2 separate regions of the Hordeum vulgare genome follow, and region 1 is linked to region 2. A link is a contact called in public Hi-C data. All regions are on one chromosome and are shown on one strand. The core of a region is the stretch at or near the end of the contact, and the rest is flanking DNA. Distances in the headings are between cores, read along the strand shown.

Region 1 (7,435 bases), core at 2,262-4,761, 210 kb after region 2:
TTGTGGCTCTATGATGTAGAACCACTCCTTATGCCAGCCCTTGATGGTGTCGATCAGTGTGCCCTCAGGCCATGGCACGCGGCAGATCTTGCTTATCACAGCCCTGCCACAGTCGGCATGCTGGCTGCTGACCGACTTTTGCTTGACGCTGAAAACTTTGAGCCAAAGACCAAAGTGCGGATCAACCGGCAGGAAGGCCTTGCAAACGATGATGCAGATGGAGACGTGCATAATGGAATTCGGGGGAAGGTCATGGAAGTCTAACCCATAATAAAACATCACACCCCTGACAAAGGGGTGAAGCGGGAAGCCCAGTCCCCGGAGGAAGTGGGGGACGGACACCACCCGCTCACCGGGCCTTGGCGTAGGTACCACCTGGCCCTTTTCCGGTGCTCGGTGGGCGATGCCGGCTGCAATATATCCACAATGCTTCAGCTCGTGGATGTCCCCTTCAGACACACATGAGATCTCCCATTTGCCCTTAGAGCCCGGGCCGGCCATTGCACAGCTTGGAACGAAGGGCGTTTGGAAAGGGTGGGAGATGGAATGGATTTGGGCACTCGAGCTTGGCAGGAGAAGGAGTAGGGTTTGGAATGCTTGTGGTGGGCTTTGGATCTTTTCCCCTTTTAAGGGAGGTCGTGAGCCAAGGGTTTCCGCTTATTGCGCCATCAACATTGCTACTTCCTGAAATGACCGCACCGTTGAATGTGCGTGAGTTGGCCCGGGTCATTAATTTGAATCCCCTTAAATGCGGGACACAATCTCTTTTGTTGATAGAACGTGCCTCGGGGAAAGTGGCCTCGATCTGCGATTCGAGTTTTTCTCATTATTTGCTATCACAACTTTTCGTGAGAAGAATTGTCAGCTAAGGACTATTCACCTACGGCGTTTAAATCCTTTAGATTTAATGATGCCCATTTTGAGAACGCGACGTCATTGGAGCGACTAAACCGATATCGGCCGGATACAGGAGGAACTCGTCGTGCAAGCCGATTAGTCTATGTGTCCCGCTGCCGAAGACCATACACATTGGTGTTCAAGGCTAGTTCGGGGGCTACTGAGGGAGTTCCAGATTAAGTGGCCCTCGGGCAGTCGGGTTATCCCTGATGGGCCGACCACATGGTCTGTGTCATTGAAGACCGAGTTATGTGGCAACTTCATAATCTAGATGGAAAGCTCCAAAGACTAGGCCTGCACTCCAAGATAGGAGGACCAGTTCGGCCCGTATATCCCCGATTAAGGTCGGTAACATGTAACCCTCGGGGCCCTAGTGTCTTTATAAACTTGAGGCTCTTACGTGTAGAGGCAGGTTATCTCATCTAGGGTTTAGCTCGTTCGATCTCGAGGTAGATCAACTTCGTAAGCATCGTTCCACATCAATATAATCAAGCAGGACGTAGGGTTTTAGCTCCTCAAGAGGGTCCGAACCTGGATAAACGATGTCTCCCCCTCTTTCCTGCAACCTATCGATTCTAGATCTACTGTTCGGGACCCCCTACCCGAGATTTGCCGGTTTTGACGCCGGCATTAATCTCACCATTCATTTAAAAGTGGTGAGAACAAGAAACTTATCCATTCCATCGTTCCAAACTAATATGAGATTTAACCATTTCATTGTATCCAATTGTCCCCAATTCGACTTATGATTGAAATCGTCTCATTCAAAGGGAATGGAACCATCACACTACATTCCACCCTAAACAAAATTAGAATTATGGAGGAAAATATCCCCTTTTTGACAAAAGTAAGAAATTAGAAATTATGCAAATGAATAAAATATGTCATCTGATGGAATAGTAGAGTCACTTGTTGGATTCTCGATTCTCTCATCGAAGTAATTTTCCTCGTGACATCACACGAGCTCTTCTTTTTTGAAAAGTCTTGAGTCTATTGATAATTTGCAATGGCAGATTAAAGATCCCCCAAAATAACAAAAATTATAACAGGCCATCTAGAGACAAATACAAGAACTGGAGCGAGCCAAAGGCAACCACAACCATCATTTTCCCTCACCAGAGTTAGACAAACCTTGTTATAATAGACAAACAGAAAGTTGTTGTGTTAAGGTCCCAAAGGACCAACGCGCTAGAACAACAACCACCATCGATGATGGAAAGTGTAGGTCGAAAAGGGCATCGAAAACGAGGGTCGGCTGAATCCAAATGGGTGTGCCAAAGACGAACATTGGCCGGATCCAGGCATATCCACGGAAGCCCATCGCCAACTAGGTCAAAGAAGATTTGCCGGAGACACATATGATATCGCTGCCTCGACCAAGACACTAAACCTACCTAATGCAAGGACATGATCCCTCCTGCTAAACCCGGTTGGGGGGGGGGGGGGAGGGGTGGTCCACCGCAACTCCAAGGCCCATAAGGCCACCGGAGGCAGCGTTGGCGAGAAAGACGGAAACCCTAATCTTCTGCTGAGTCGTGTGTGAAGTGAGTGGGAGCTGTTGCCAACAAATCCAATTTTTCAAAACCGAATTCATACTTCTTCTTTCTGTTTTGCTAAAGCACATCTAGATATGTCATAAATATTGCTCATCTAAGTCTATATCATTGATTTTACACGGAGATTTGTGTGGATTTCTTTTTTATGCTTGATTGGATCAGTTAGAGATGTGCGATAACTAAGACACACACCTACATGCGTCGTAAACTTTTCCCTCCTTTTCCCCAATCGAAGGATAAGAATAAAATCTACAAAACTGCCTCGTTCTATTAATTAAACCAGAAATGGTTCTCCAATTATCGGAGGAGAGACATGTTCGACCTGGCTGCAGACACAGGCTGAGAACCAGTGACAGCCTGAGAAGATCCATTTGATGAGACCACCCATGGCGTCACCGTCACCATTGAGACATTTCTGACGCCACTCATGGTTACGTTAACTGAAGATCCCCGATGTGCACATGACATGCTCGTGCCTAGAGACCAGCTCGTGCCAATTTGAGCAGATGGGAACGGCGACCCAGCCGATATTGCCCCCAATCCGAGTGAACAGTTTTGAGAGGCTACAAAACTTCCACAATGGATAATGCCGATATCCGAAAAGACAAAGCCTGGCCACGAATTGCTCTCTCCCAGATATCCTCTCCATCTTTTCTTATCCTCAGGTAACACGCCAAAAATAAATCAGAACAAGATATACGTACCTTCTAAGTTTTCACAGCAGAGTGCATGTGAAAGGCCTTGCTTGCCCCTTGACAAACTTTATTTTTAGAAAAATCCATTGATCAGCTATGGTCAGGAACGTACACAACTCACAGAAAATTCACAGGACACAGACCCAATTTTTGGCCCTAATTCTGTGCACAACATGTATCTAGGTGCTGTAATTTAGCCTTACCAGTACATGCTATTTTTGCTGCATAATATTCAGAATACAGACTGACATACTTAGTGTTTCACCGTAAACTGCATAACAGCACCGGATAATACCTTTCGGCTAGCTAGCTTCCAAGCAGACGAAAATGACGCGCGTGCTTCAGATATCCCGGATCCCAGGTCGTGTCCGTCTACCGCGTGATCTTTTTCAGCTTCGTTGGACCGAGAGCTGGCCATTTTTATTCAGCCCTCTCTCTAGCTCGGCAATGGCCGCGAGGGCGTGTCCTGCTGCTTCTGATCACCGTGTGTGCTGAAGCATCCGACGCGCTTGCGCCGAGCAGCAGGAGCCGCTCATGCTCGCCTTCCCTCCCCTTGCTAACTGAAGCAGTAAGAGATCAAGTTCACAGAGGGGGTTCGTCTGATCTACAAAGCCCAGGTCTGGTGTTCTATGATTGTTCCACCTTAAGTTTCTAGTCGTTCGCCATCTTTACCGTCTCACGCATGCAGACATGCAGAGCTTGCGCCTGTAACTGTACTCAGTACTGCTTCTTTCTCTTCCAGCCTGAATGAAACCGGAGCTGATCTTCTTCTCCTCGTTATCGTTTTGGCTTTTGGCTAGTAGACAATCGATGATCGATCGATGTAGTTCTGCTCTTTGTTTTGATCCATCACTTCTCCAGCCTTCATGTTTTAGCTGCATGCAGGTTTATTACTTTGATAGTAAGATCTTAACGCTGCGTCGATCCCGATCAGGCTAGCAGAAATATGCATGTGCACGATAAGCAAGGGATAAGTAGGCCCCCTTGTTTGCACTTCGCCACCTATGGCTAGTCTCGCTTCCTCATCTCTTGATCCGCCACATCCTAGATAGTACCAAACTTTATAATGAAAGATTACCCACATGATCACCTCATCCTCTTCTGAATGGCTAACATCTTGTTTCTCTACTGTATACCCTGGACCTGATGGTTCTCGCCATTCTTTGACATCTTGATCGATCTCTTTGCAAGCGTCGCGTCATTTAGGCTTTGCAAGCCTATAGTTTGAACTAGGTAGCCATTGTTACTTCCGGTTACGGGGTGGTGCACAGATCATTCATTTCTAAGTTCTAACAACCGTCTTGATTTTCTCCATGCAGCTATACATCGCCCTAGCTTGCAGATCGCAAGCTAGATAGCAATGGAGAACCACCAGCTGCCCTACACCACCCAGCCCCCGGCAACCGGTGCATCCGGAGCCCCGGTGCCGGGCGTGCCTGGGCCGCCGCCGGTGCCACACCACCACCTGCTCCAGCAGCAGCAGGCCCAGCTGCAGGCGTTCTGGGCGTACCAGCGGCAGGAGGCGGAGCGCGCGTCGGCGTCCGACTTCAAGAACCACCAGCTGCCGCTGGCACGGATCAAGAAGATCATGAAGGCCGACGAGGACGTGCGTATGATCTCCGCGGAGGCGCCCGTGCTCTTCGCCAAGGCGTGCGAGCTCTTCATCCTCGAGCTCACCATCCGCTCCTGGCTGCACGCCGAGGAGAACAAGCGCCGCACACTGCAGCGCAACGATGTCGCAGCTGCCATCGCGCGCACCGACGTCTTCGACTTCCTCGTCGACATTGTGCCGCGCGAGGAGGCCAAGGAGGAGCCCGGCAGCGCAGCCCTCGGGTTTGTCGCCGGAGGGGTTGGTGCGGCCGGTGGGGGCCCCGCCGCCGGGCTACCGTACTACTATCCGCCGATGGGGCAGCCGGCTGCACCGATGATGCCGGCCTGGCATGTTCCGGCGTGGGAACCAGCGTGGCAGCAAGGCGGGGCGGACGTGGATCAAGGTGCCGGGAGCTTCGGCGAGGAAGGGCAAGGGTTCACGGGGGGCCATGGTGGCTCGGCTGGCTTCCCTCCGGGGCCTCCAAGCTCCGAGTGATCGCTGCTAGAGCTGCGCGTATTGGATACTCAAAATGTTATTTACCACGCCGCGCAATGTAATTGTGTGAGTATATGGCATGTCTTGCGTTAATTAAGGACTAACAAGCAGTTAATTATGCATCCCTTTTGGAAAAACAACCAGATAATACTACCATGAATTTGAATCCAGGCATGCAGGATATGCATATAGGCAGGGCACACTTTCTTGCACACATATGGCCTTTCCTCTACACGCACAAACCATGTACTCCATTCGTTTCAAAATATAATGTGTATTATATAATTGAAGTTAAACCTTATAAATTTTGATGAAATATACATAAAAGTTTAGCCCTTCTCGAATACTAAATCAATATCATTTGATTCATTATGAAATGTGTTTTAGTACAATACATATTTTGTATTGCTTATATACATATACTACCTCCGTTCCAAAACATGTTGCCGTGGTTTTAGTTCAAATTAACTAATACCGTGACAAATGTTTTGTAGCGGGCGTATATTTTTATATATAAACTTGGTCAAAGTTTGTAAAATTTGACTTTTGCGAAGAAAAAAAATTATGCATTACATTGGGACGAAGTGAGTTTTTTTTCCCCAGTTCGTGCTCTCTTTAGCCAGAAATACAAGAACATAATCATATGTGCAATAATATTTTTTAAACTTTCATCAATAATCCTACATATCTAAATAGTTGATAATCACAAACTCATTTCTATTAACATGCTACTATGCCAACTCACCATTCCGTCACGCATAAAAGAAAACCTGTCTTGACATGCATCATGCATTGTACACATATTCAATTAACATTCTGCAACTATATAATAATCAAATATAATAAATTATATGTACTTTAGTTTTAGTAATCATATTGCCAAATCTCATAGAAATAATTTCATCCAATTCTTGCAATAACGAGGGGTATCATCTCTAGTACATAGGATCAAACATAGAAGACAAAGATTCACAGACTCCACTAGTGTTTCTGAGGTCCCGCTGTGGTTCCGAGCTTCGCCCACAGAGTGTCGTCGGGGAGTGCAAGAGGAAGACATCTTTGATTTCCCTAGGACCAACGTGTAATTTTAATTTTCATGAGGATGTCTTTGCAAAGGTTGATTGACTTTAATATATGACCTTTGACACTTTCACAAATAAAAAACATACTAAAATAACATTACTGTATTTTTCTTGCAATGCCATCTTTATGTATAATATACCTTTTTATTATTTCTAAACATATCACAAGTAAAAATTGTAGTCAAAGTTATGCCTTGCAAATTGTTTAAAGTAAAACTTGACTTATATTTCTCGACGGAGAAAACACAATATTTTTTGTCTTTGGGGTGCTTAGTGGCTTTCATTTTCATGTATTTTTACTCCTGTCCCACCTAGAACCGAACAGAAACAATTATGTTGCGAACAAAATAGGTTTGTCACACTTATGAAAGGACATTTCCGTGTAAGTGATTTAAGTATTAATGACAATGCAATTTGCGTACTAACCGTACTAGTCGAATGCCCGTGCATTGCCACAGATTAAAAAATAAACATAAAATGTTTGAGGTCATTTGACGAATTGGATGATGATCGCCTCTAGCTAGGCGGTGGCGATGCTTGAAGCCATGATCCCGGAACAATTGAGGTCACCTAATGGGTCACAAGACATCGCACATGGAGATATGATATATGATGAATATTTAATGCATGCAATAATAATGAACAAAGATAAAATTATTGAGCAAGCCTAGCAAACAAAGCAAGTTCTGGCTCATAACACGACTTAAGCTCATTGTTAATATTCTAATTTCCAATTAGTGCTACCTTTTAAATATCAATTGGTAAAAAATGGAAGTTTAAAATTCAATTTATCCTAGTAGTTGCATGTTACTGTGCGGATGGCCAACCATAGAGAGATAAAATCAGGAATCATTAACTAAAATTATCAATGGTTAATACATACGGTGTGAAATATCTCAATAGTATCATAAAAACATCCAAACTGGACCATTATCAAACAGCCACCACCCACCGTAGAGAGCAAAGGCAAAAAATATGAACAAGATATAGCTAATACGGGATATTGACCTCATTCAGAGCCATGAAATGCATATGCACGTTCATGTATTCCTAATACATTTCTACTATAGCTAGAGTCATCATTCAAAACACAACAACACAAATTTCTCCAGGGTATCT
Region 2 (6,442 bases), core at 935-3,434:
CCATAACATAAATCTTGAAGTAATTCAAACTGAGGTAACGATAGACATCTCTACTCCTATAGAAGACTCGGTGATGATGGTGTGTGTCGTCCATCATTTCTGACCCTCCGATGTGTATCTAACACATACTCCCTCTAAAGAAATATAAGGGGTCATTTAGATCACTACTTTATAGTGATCTAAATGCTCTTATATTTCTTTGCGGAAGGAGTACGAGGTGAACTGTGGTTTTATTTTGCAAAAAGGCCCCCGCCACTCTGCTCCATATTTACAGAAATCCCCTGAAGTCTATACAAGGTCAATCCCTAGCCCGCTTCATCCAAACAGATAAGAGGAATAAATTTTGCGTAAAACATAACATATTTTTAGTGTATATATGTATATTACCAAAACTAGGGTGATTTTTATTCAAGTTTGTGAACATGAATCAGTCTATTTTGTATCTATTGCGACATACAGGCACTTTGCTAGTAGCAAATATGTGTGCAACTGATACAGCATGCGTACATGCTGCAATATATGCACTTGCGTTCAAGAATAATTACTATAACTACAAGGCTAAGTAGCTATACCTTTTGAAGAACAGTACTGTACTCCAGTAGCTCGTTGTGGGCTCGCTGTAATTTTTCATCGTTTGCATTTACTTCAGTTAGTTCAGCTTCCAGCTCTCCAAGCTTTACCTGTTCCTCAGGAAGTGTTAGAAAGATCAACTTTAAGATTTATAAGTTGCACACGATAAGGGGTATCTCACTGATTATCATACCTCCATGTCATCAAAATCTAGAGGAGTTTCGGTTGATTGCATGGGAGGAACTTGTATTCCAGCTTTCGACATCTGTTCCTTAAAAAATCTCAACTTGCGGGACATTTCAGCACACCTTTTGATCTGCAAGGAGTTAAGTCAGAGCAGCAAAGAGACGGTGATAATTATCACACTAAACACAGATATATAGTCTTTTGGCCATATTATATACATGCACGACGGCCAAGGCGGGTATAATTAAAGCAAACCAATAAAACTGTTGTGATAAGGTTTTAAGCAGATGGTGAAAACATAAATTAAGATAAATGTGTTCTCATAAACGAGCAATGTACCTGTGCAGCGTAGGTGCGTTGAAACGGGCTTTTGTCTGCGTTGAGCTGGGAGAAGAAAAAATAAACATCAGATTCACAGCAGGGAAGCAGCCAAAAAACAAAATCCGCACATAGCACATATAACAGTTCACAAGCAAGAAAATGCACGCGCGAGTTCCATGATCTAATAATCATGTGCACTTGAGCAAGGCAGAGAATTCCCGATTAAAGAGCATACCCCTGCTACCTACTCCCTCCGTTCCTAAATATAAGACATTTTAGAGATTTTACTATGAACTACATACAAATGAATGTAGTCACATTTTAAATGTAGATTCATTCATTTTGCTCTGTATCCAGTCTATAGTGAGATTTCTAAAATGTCTTATATTTAGGAACGGAGGGAGTAGCAAACACGGGTCACGGCAATGCAAACCTGCAGAGCACAACTCCGATGGCTACGTGTGGTATAACAATATACTCCCTCCGTACTAGTTTAGCCTACAAAAACGTCTTAGATTTTGGTAGAGAGGCAGTAATACACAGCGAATAATTACGCCGCACAAAAAGTCTTAGCTCCCAAATTCGCAATGTCATCTGTGAACCACTGCCAATTCCGAGGGAATCGCAAGCACGGAACCCTAGCGAGGAGCGACCAGCTCAGATCGGCGCATCGGGGGCAGGCACCGGCCAGATCCTCCGGCGAAACCAAGCCAGACAGCTAAAATCGAGGGCGGGAGGAGACGGCGGACTCACGTCTTTGAACTGGATGAGGCCCAGATCGCCGAGGTGGGAGACGGCGAGGTGCGCGGACTCGGTGGGGATAATGACCTGCAGGAGCTGCATCGCCTCCGACCGCATCAGATCCATCGAGGGGCAGCAGCCCCCTCCGCTGCGCGCCATGGCGTGCAGGCCCGCGGCGGGCGAAGGCTCCTCCTCCTCCTCCTCCTCTCCGGCGGGGATGGGCGGGCGGCGAGCAGCGCGGCCCCGATCGGTTTCGCGTCGTGCGGAGCAGGGAGGGGGCGAGAGGAGGATGAGACAGGCCGGGTCCTGTCGACCATGTGCTATTATGCCGAGACGTGGCTGGGCGGGGAGGGACCGATACGCGCAGGGCCCAGAGGTCAGAGGGGAGGGGGGGGGCGGTTTTGTGCTGTGATTTTTTGCTTTTCCGGAAACCAGTTTGCGTTTGTGATTGGAAGAGTTCGTAGCTGTCAGAAGGATCTGGATTTTTTTTTTAGCGTGATGAAGGATCTGGATTTCGACGAGGGGGAGGGAGGGAGGGGTGTGAGGCTGGTAGGTGGGGTCGATCAACGTGTCGTGTCGTGTCGGTCCAGACCTGATATCCGATCGGTGAGGGAGGATGGCACGTAGAGGCAGCTGGTAAGAGGCTGTAAACGCTCTTCTTTCTTTCAAGAGCGGAGGATGGTTGCAAACCTTGTTAGTTGATGGTTAAAGGGATAATGATATTTTCAGTTAATTGAGATTCAAGTCCTCGTGTGAAAGGAGACGTTTCTCGTCGATGACGAGGCGCGTACGGTGGCTTCGTAAATCTCAACATGATATGTTAGCTTGGTCTTTTGAAGGTGCTCATATGAGTAGGGTGTGTGTGCGTTTTCATAACGGTGAGTGTATGCGCGTGTATTTAAGCGTTTGCGTTTATACTATGTTCAGAAAAAAAAACAGACGATGGTTTTATTTTTTTGGAAGTACTTCATCTCTTCATAACATTTTAATATAATTACATATGAATTAAAATAAATCAACAAACAAACTAAAACGTGTTTAACGGGTGAAATAGGTAGGTCATATACTCTTAGTGACTCCCATATGCTCATTGTTATGTTATTTTCAAATTTAAATATAAAGGATAAAGACAAATTTCTAACAAGCGAGCGAAGTAAGGCCCATTATCGGTAGGCTTGAACCGAAGCTAGGCGAAGCATCCACAAAGAAGTATTAAGCTCGATCACCTATGTTATATATATATCCTTTATGAACCGTCACAATGAGATATTCTGAACAATTATAAATCCCCGACATTTGTAACCTGTTCGATATAGCAAAGTTCGTTATGCTTCGCTTTGGTTCAAGCCTATCAACGATGGGTCTCACTCCGCTCGCTCGTCAAAGGTTAATCTTTATATTTATCTTATGCTATGAAGCATATAACATACGAAAGAACAATCAGACTTGGGCTTGTAACAGACCAGCTTGAAACATCGTTCTATGCAAAAGAACAATCAGTCTTGGGCTTACCAGGGCCGGCAAAATCCGGGGCCCTATACGAAACTAAAAGTTGGGATCCTATCTCACAAAAAACTAACGAGTAATTATAATGTATATATATCGTAGAAATTTTTTATAACATATGTATTATAATGTCTTGCATAATAATTGGCATATAAAAAAGTTATGCATATCCAACTACGGGTTGCTATTTATTTGAACATCTTCATTCTTTTACTATTCTTTGAAATTAAATCTTCAGTGATATCCTCGTAATCAATCTTTTCCAACACATCACTCTCAAGTGCTATTATGGCCAAATCATTGAATCTTTGTTGTATCATAGTAGCATGCACATAGGACTTCAATAGGTTTAATTTAGAAAAACTTATTTTTGTCGATGCCACTGTCACAGGAATGGTCAGCAGAACTCTATATACAATACATGCATTGGAAAAACAATCATGATGCTTTAGAAAATTCAGAATTTTAACGGGTCCGATATTTTCTTTTGGCATGAAATTTGAAGAAACTTCAACTCAACAAATAGATCATTGTCATCAACATCAGATTGTTTATCCTTCATAAGGGCAGCCTCAAGATTAACACCAAAAGATTTCAAACTTTCAGAAGTAAATAAGAAACCAAAAAATTTCTCGTAACCTTCATATTGCTCAAATCTGCATTGTTGAAACAAAAGATAAAAACGATTAATAAAAAAACTTGAAGATCAATCGAACAACGCGAAGAGCGACGAAGTAGTTTGTAGTCTGTATAGGGGCATGTCTCTTGCGCTTATAGTATCTAGTCTTTGTAGTCTTGAGTCTGTACAAGGGTCTGTCCATGTAGTCTGCGGTTGTACCTGTACGAGGCGACGAGCGATGAGCGGCGAGGCGACGAGCCGATGAGGAGGAGACAAGGCGACGAGGAGGCGATGTGCTTGTGGCGTTTGATCCGAAAAAGAGGAAGCGGCAGCAGGGCACATCGCACCCTCACAGCGATCGATGGCCTGGCTCAGCGGAATCAGCAGGAGCAGCGGTCCATTGATCGATCCAGAAAAAATGAAAGCAGCAGTGTCGCACATCGTATCCTCGCTGGCTCGCTCTAGCGGGAGCAGCGCCCAGCGTCCCACTGGCCAGTTGTCCATAGGTTTTTTCTAATACAAGGCCTACCTAAAAAAATTTGGACCCCTCAGAATTTTGGGCCTTGTGCGGGCCGCACAGTATGCACCACTGTGGGCCCGGCCCTGGGCTTACACCTTGAGACTTGGTGTACATACACCCTTGCGAATTTCCTATGTGATGCTCGGTACATCGTGTTGTTATCTTTTTGCACAGAGCCGACAAAATCAGCTCATTTAGTCAGATTTTTGTTTTCTTGGTTTTAGCAACCTTTTAGAAGGTATCGGTTTCTAAAGACATTGTTCAGTTTTTTGGTTTTTTCATTTCCTGTTGTTTTTTATGGTTTTATCAAGGGTTTTCCTTTAAAAAATCTTTTTAACAAAATGTTCTGAAATTTCAAAAATTGTTTGGAAATTTAAAATATTTTGAATTTTCAAACAAACTCATGTTTCCAGATTTTTTTTAATTCAACAAAAAATCTTGTTTTGAGAACTATTGGGCAATATCCTAAATTTGTTCCTGATTACAAAAAATGATCGCTATTCAAAAAGAATCGTGAATTTAAAAAATTGTTTGTGTTTTTCAAAAAAATGCTCGCGATTTAAAAAAAATGTTACCATTTTAAAATTTTGTTCATAAATATTTGTTTTTCTAAAAATGTTTGGAAATTTCAAAAAGATGTTTGAAATAAAAAAGAAGACAAAAACCGAGCTTTGTTTGGCTCGCTACAGTAGCGTTCAATGATTATATTTTGGTCGCTACGGTAGCCATCTAGATCGATGCGGATGAGCGTTCACGGCTCTACTTGGGTCGGCCTAGCCAGGCATAGCTCCGTGCGTGTGCATGTCTATTTGAAGCCAAGCGCGATATATAGGAGCCCCAGCCTTGGGAGTTTGATTTCAAAAAAAAACTTTGGGAATGCAACCCGCTCGTATGTTCACATATTTCCTCAAAATAATCTTGTGTAAATTTTCTATACTCTAGAGGGCATCATTGTGCGCGTTTAATAATCAAATTCAATAGTATCAAAATCACTACAAAAGTGTCTTTTTAACAAAGGAGCTCAAGCTCCCAATTTCATTTTGATATAGAGCTAATAAAACAACCACCAATTCTTCAAGTTCCACCAAAATCCACCCATGGGCACAACTACAAACCAATGTGCCAAGCTAAAGAAACACCCAACTTCAACAACCAACAAAATATAACAACTAAACCACCCAAGACACAATTATATGTCACACACACACACACGTGCGTGCACGCGAAAGATATAAGAAGGTCCTAAAAACAATCATCAAGGTAAATATACAAAATCTAAGCCTAGGAACAACCAGCAAGACACATATATCAGCAGAACCTATGAACAAACCAGCAATAACTAGGAACTGTCACCGTGTCCATCAAAAGTCTTGTCTTTTCAAGGGCCTCCAAGACTAGGAATGGCAATGGTAGGCGCCCATCCTTGCATGAGATTGAAGAAATCATGGGCCACCATGACCAGCATGCTTGTCATGCTGCAACAAAGGTCTCGAACTTGTTGTGTGTGCAATCTAGACAATGGTGTATATATCATGATATTCGACATGCAATGTCGGTAGGGTCTAAAGGCATAATCCCATCAAAACATGCATTGTTTCTATACTTTCAGATCAATCACACTACTATAATGGGAAAATTACCAAACCAAACTGGTATATCTTCAAAAGCACCAGGAGTTTCTTACAAATTAAATGCACGCTTGATCACATTCCATACTTACCTAGCCACACGACATGAGAAGAAGAGATGATCAATACCCTCTCTAGAGTTACAAAATATATTGGTTGCACTACCCTTCCGACCTTTATTTAACAATACATCCTTAGTCAGTATGCATTTCTTACTAATCGGCCACAAGAAGACTTTAGTTTTGAGGGGGGGGGGGGCTTCATTACAGTTTAAAAAATGGCACCACACCTTCCTAGCCTTGATAGCATTATACATCGACTTCGCTCCTGATTTAGTCAAGGTCCATACAT

The links. Hi-C and Micro-C count contacts between places; a contact is called where the count stands out from the background.
Region 1: a contact with region 2 is called in a Hi-C map of seedling, with 4 times the contacts expected there. The contact joins the promoter of LOC123449145 here to the promoter of LOC123449144 in region 2. A contact is called at or near these places in 3 of 6 Hi-C or Micro-C datasets (leaf and seedling).

The regions. Positions count from the first base shown.
Region 1 is chr4H:499,788,175-499,795,609 of MorexV3_pseudomolecules_assembly, forward strand. It overlaps LOC123449145 (nuclear transcription factor Y subunit C-2-like), which reads left to right and starts at 3,512. Exons shown (of 2, transcript XM_045126246.1): 1 at 3,512-3,765; 2 at 4,468-5,404. The coding sequence starts at 4,509. The coding sequence ends at 5,234.
Region 2 is chr4H:499,579,933-499,586,374 of MorexV3_pseudomolecules_assembly, forward strand. It overlaps LOC123449144 (V-type proton ATPase subunit a3-like), which reads right to left and starts at 2,185. Exons shown (of 18, transcript XM_045126245.1): 1 at 1,831-2,185; 2 at 1,096-1,140; 3 at 764-886; 4 at 573-680. The coding sequence starts at 1,977.